2 separate regions of the Hordeum vulgare genome follow, and region 1 is linked to region 2. The links are chromatin contacts, called in public Hi-C maps. All regions are on one chromosome and are shown on one strand. Each heading gives the region's core, a stretch centred on a gene start, on an enhancer-like site or on the middle of the called end of the contact. The rest is flanking DNA. Distances are from core to core; before and after follow the strand shown. Region 1 holds the start of LOC123445116 (nicotianamine aminotransferase B). Region 2 has its middle 23 kb from the start of LOC123445106.

What was found. A called contact is a pair of places that touch in the nucleus more often than the background predicts.
Region 1: a Hi-C map of seedling shows a contact between it and region 2, with 6 times the contacts expected there. The contact joins the promoter of LOC123445116 here to the enhancer-like site in region 2. A contact is called at or near these places in 3 of 6 Hi-C or Micro-C datasets (leaf and seedling).

The regions. Positions count from the first base shown.
Region 1 is chr1H:458,860,462-458,863,161 of MorexV3_pseudomolecules_assembly, reverse strand. It overlaps LOC123445116 (nicotianamine aminotransferase B), which reads right to left and starts at 1,369. Exons shown (of 7, transcript XM_045122054.1): 1 at 468-1,369; 2 at 1-286. The coding sequence starts at 1,117.
Region 2 is chr1H:458,818,957-458,821,733 of MorexV3_pseudomolecules_assembly, reverse strand. No RefSeq gene overlaps it. Among protein-coding and RNA genes, the nearest start is that of LOC123445106, 23 kb to the right of the region's middle. Within about 2 kb of position 1,478, at least 2 of the 3 cell types and tissues checked have open chromatin away from gene starts, as enhancers often do. A contact at or near this core is called in seedling, where this site is marked.

The DNA of each region.
Region 1 (2,700 bases), core at 120-2,619, 42 kb before region 2:
GACCATGGCGGTGGTGTTCTTGTCGGCGATGGATTCCAGCGAGTCGATGTCGATCTCCCACCCCTTGTCGGGGATGAGGTCGAAATGCCGGACCTCCAGCCTGTTGAACGCGGCGCGCGCCTCGTAGTTTGGATAGCCTGGCCTGGGGAGCAGAATGTTGGCGCCGGCGGTCTGGGCCAGCACCGGGATTATGACCTCGATCGCCTGGGTCCCGCCGGCGGTGAGGAAGACGTCGTCGGCCGATAGCCTGTACGGCACGCCCTGCGACAGGTGCTCTGCCACGGCGCTGTGTTTTTTTGTTTTGTTTGGTATAAGGTGGGAGAAGGTCAGATTTCTCAAGGGCGCGTAGGGAGGAGGAAGGAACAGTGGACGGACGGACACGTGAAAGCGGCACATGCGCATGCATGGATTGCCGCGCGACACGACACGCGAAAAGGAAATTGTTCTTGTGTTGTTGTTGTTGTTACCTTCGTGCGGCGGGGAGGCCGACGCCGGCGGGGTAGCAGTTGAACTGGCCGGTGCGCAGCGCGGCGGCGACGGCGTCCTCGGCCTCGACGGCCGTGCGGAAGGCCGGGAACACGGACGGGTCCCCGTGGGCCAGCGGCAGCACGGGCCGCGGCCCCTTCTCCTGCACGCTCGCGCTGATCTTGTACCGTATCGCCCGGATGCTCATGTTCGCCCCCGTCGCCGCCAGCACGCCGTCCTTGGCACCCGCGAAATTCCACTCCACCGCCTCCTCCTCCTCTGCCGCCGCCGCCGCATGCCCGTTGCTCTCGCCGTTCGCCGCGGTGTCCTCGGCATGCCCGTTGCTCTCGCCGTTCGCGTCGGCGGCCTCAGCATGGCCGTTGCTCTCGCCGTGGCCGTTGGTCTTGCCGTTCGCAGTGGCCTCGCCGTGGCCGTTCGCAGTGGCCTCGGCATGGCCGTTGCTCTTGCCGTTCGCGTCGGCAGCCACGCCATGGCCGTTGCTCTTGCCGTTCGCGTCGGCAGCCACGCCATGGCCGTTGCTCTTGCCGTTCACGGCGGCAGCCACGCCATGGCCGTTGCTCTTGCCGTTCGCGGCTGCGGCCACGGCAAGGCCGTTCGCGGCGACTCCGTCGCTCTGGCGTACGGTGGCCATGAGGAAACGGGTAGGAGGAGAAGGAGGAGGAGGAGTACTACTAGACTACACCAGGAATACTACTAGTAGCGGTAATAGGAAACGAGTTGGGGACGGATTGAGTAGCGGTGATTGACGGTCCTATATAGCCGTTGCTCTGACCGCACACGAACCGGGGCCGGCAGCAAGAAGCACGCACGCGCGCACGCTCTGGCACGCTCTGGCACGCCGCTGCCAGCTGACGGGCGTGGCCGTTGCGGCCTGCCACCATTATCCCCGGCATATTTTCGGCGCCTCGCTTTGGTTCTATGCACGTACTCTACCCAACCCAGCACACCATCATCTATCCCTCTTTAATAATTTGGGAGAAAAAGATAAGCGGATCGGGACGCAGGAAGCATGATGCTTCTCGACTCGACTCACCCAATGCTGATTGGGTTCAGTTAGTGACACCCACTCAGCTCCGCTCATCACAAAGCATGCATCGCTCAACTCTCCTGCAGTCCGCTGCACGCAGTTTTCTTGGCAGTGCCGGCAGACATCATGCTAAAAAAACACTCTACCTAACTCGGTATCGCCATTCGCCAAGCCAGTGAGGGATGACACACAGGGCACATGCCATCTCTTTCTTTCGTTTGATAGCTAATCATACCATTGCAATGGGATCGCAATGACTAAATAAATACTAAAGATGGACTTTACTACTTTAGTTGCTAATTCAACCAACACTTTCTTTAGAAACAGTCAGCATTTATCGACTTACCGAAGAAGTGATTTCATTTGGTAAATCGATAAGTGCGAGAAATCGGAGGTGAAAGGAAAATACTTCAGACATTGAGAAGGAAAGTGGGGAGGTAAATACTGGTGGTGAAATAGCAGACACCACGTCCTTCTTTTTGATATGAATAGAGAAAGAAAATATGAAAAGGGGGTAATGTTATCTTGCGAAGATATGCTGTGAGGGGGATGGCAAGCCAACGCTTTTTTCCTGGCAGTTTTAGTTGCTCACCGGAAACGGCGGCAGTTTCAAACCGAAATTGTCTTCTTCTAAATAAACCGCCAATTGTTCTGAGAAAGTTGACATTCCTTCAAAACGCCACCCCCTTCTACAAACTTTCGCCAGCTAAGACGGGTCCTAAAAAAAAGTGTAGCATTTGCTTTGGTAGGTCGTCTAATTAATTCAACTCCATCCGTTCCTAAATATAAGTCTTTATAGAGATTCCATTAGTAGACTACATACGGATGTATATAGACATACTTTAGAGTATATATTCACTTATTTTGCTTCGTATGTAGACTCCCAGTGAAATATCTTAAAATACTTATATTTAGGAACGGAGGGTGTAATTTGTTTTCAAAAATAATAATTATACTTTCTCTGTATTTTTAACACAGTACAATTAAAGTTGCTCATATACACGAACATATAGTCACTCCCTATGAACGCATGCACACACATCCTATCCTTACGAGGATCCTCGAAGTGCCGAAACATCATCAACACACATCGTTCGAAGGCCTGAAATAAATTCAGAAAAATCGTAAGCATCAATATCAAGTCTAGGACCTGAACCCTGATGGTAGGGGATACCATTGCCCTTTCA
Region 2 (2,777 bases), core at 229-2,728:
ATGACCCCAAAATCTGACATGGTATCCACCCGCTGATCAATGGGATCAGTCCAGGGGCAGAGATGCTGGAAGGAGCCATCCAACGCTTATTCCCTAATAATCCTCATTTGTTCGGTTGAGAGGAGAAAGGGAGACCAGGCATGTGGTTGATTTTGGTTTGATATGTGCGGTTGAAAGGATAAGAAGAAGAGAAGATAAAGAAAGAAGTACCATATGTTTGCTTTTTGTTGGTATAGTGGATGTGTGGATCGCTCCCAAACTAGCCGCAAATTTGTTTCCGGTATACCGGATATCAAACATGCAGGCTAATCTGCATATACTTTAGGGACTAAGAGCATCTATAATCGGAACTTGTAAATCCGATCCCTCAAACGCCTGTGGGCATGGACGTGTCCGTTTTAAATCCTTACTTTTTCGTTTGCGTAGCCGCATCTTTCATATTTTTTTTCATATGTCCTGTCATTTGCACGTGATTGATGGAGAAGAAGACATAGAAAGAAAAGAATGAATAAAGAAAGATAAAAGATGGTCCAAGATGGGGTCGCTCTTACATGACAGACTGACCGGGTGTGTCCAGACGCGTTCACGAGCCTTATATCATTCTCATATTTGAGATGCATATGAGGGATGCCGGTCATGCCAAGTGCTTGAGATGAGTACGAAGGGTCCGACTGGGCTAATTTTTATGACTGGACGGGCTGCCCGGACGTTTGAGACGGGTTTAAAGGGTAGATGCTCTAAATTAGACGACACAAGTGATACGAACATCAAACATATACATTAGGTTTGAGGGGTCCGCCTTGAAGATGCCCATAGTAAGGCTTGTTACCATTTTGTATATGTGTGTGTATGGATCTTAGTTGAAGAACACAAGTTAATAAATACAAAACAAAATTGACATACGTCCCTCAAATATGACATGCCATTTACTAGCATATATAGAGGGTAATACATTTTCCAAGATTGCCTTTGATCATTAATAAAACTAGTAACATACTCCCTACATTCATATATATAGATGACCTAATACGTTTCTCAAGGTTGTTTTTGACCATTGATAAGATTAATAATACACAAAGGTTAAAAAAAGACCTAGTGCACAATAAGATTATTGTTCTCATTATTGCCGGTAAAAAAAATGTCCATCGTTATTGTAGTCCCAGACTCTCTGGGTTTCTATGTTAAGGTAGCTCAGATCCAACGGTTATGATCTGAGATGCTGCTCCATAGTTTGGCCTTGGCAGGTCCAGGAACAGTGCAAGGGCTGGAGATACAGTAAACGGCAAATCAGCCGAAACATATTCTGTCTTCAGTCGTCTAATGATTAGGCGGTCCCGTTGGTCACAGATCCGGTCCCGTGAGGATAAAGTGATAAACCGACCGGTCAGAACAAAATGGCCGGCACAAAGATACAGTAGATCACGTGCCACGGCACAGTCGCACAGGCGTCCGTCTGAGCCTCTGAGCAAACGGCCGGCACCGAGACACACAAGGTCACGTGCCACGGAACAACCGCAGACCACTTTGGACGTGTTTGGTTGCATTCCCTATCTAGCATGATTGTTTTCATCTAAGACATGGTCAGTGTAAACATGCTGAATAGATGCATTTGTTATTGTTTGTTAGTAATGTATGTGTCGATACATGCTGAGGTGAGACTTTGTTTGGTAGAAAGAAGGAGGAAGAGGTGCACTACGAGGGAGGAAGAGGAGGGCCGACGGGGCGTGGGGAGGGAGAGGACCAAGCCGCCGGGGCACGGGAGGGGCGCGGCACGGCGTGGTTGCCGTCGGAGCGCGGCACGACGGGGCGAGGACGAGGCTGTCGGGGCTCGGGAGGGATGCAACGGGGAGCGGACGAGGCCGCTGCTGGGGCTCGGGAGGGGCGTCGCGCGGCGAGGCACGAGCAAGGCCGCCGTCGGGGATCGGGAGGGGCGCGGCGCGACTGGGCGAGGGCGAGACCGCCGGGGCTTGGGAGGTGTGCGGCGCGATTGCTCGAGGGCGAGGTCGCCGGGGCTTGGGAGGTGTGCGGCGCGATTGCTCGAGGGCGAGGTCGCCGGGGCTGGGCAGGGGCGTGGACGAGGCCGCTGCCGGGGCTCGGGAGGGGCGCGGGCGAGGGCGAGGCGGCCAGGGCGGATGAAGGCAGCTATACTCTCCTCGGCTCGCCTCCGTGGGGGTGTTGGACTCAGCTATGTTGATGCCCTTTTTTACATCAGTTGATGCATGTTCTTCTTGATTCATACACTCTATCAAATAATAAAAAATAGGTTGAAAAGAAAACTTTTAAGTTCATGCATCCTCCGTGAAAGCTATCAAACACGCCCTTGGGCTCTTTGTGAGAGGAAGAGGAAAACGGGTGGCATGGCACCGAGACACGCCTTGCTAGTTGCTACGTGTGCGTGCGCTGCAGCCTCGTGGCGAGCTGACCTCGTCGCTCGTCGCGGGGATGGACTCATGGCGCTCACGATGGTAGTACGAATTACCTCATCTCCAGCAAGGAATGTGCACATCCTGCAGTCGCCATCGCACGCCGGTGCAATTTCTTAGAGCGTCGTGCGCTCAGCTCGCCTTGTGCGCTTCCGGCAGGGAATGATTTACGCAGCGGTCTCCGTGGTTTTGTAACGCCGAAAACGGGTCTCTTTCAGCGACCGAGTTGAGCGAGAGCTACACATCAGCTTGATCGGGTCGACGTCAGAGGCAGACGGTGAAGACACCATGTGTTCATAGTTGTTGCTGGCTTCGCCGAAGCGTCATCTCGACCGACGTCTTGGTAACGCGACC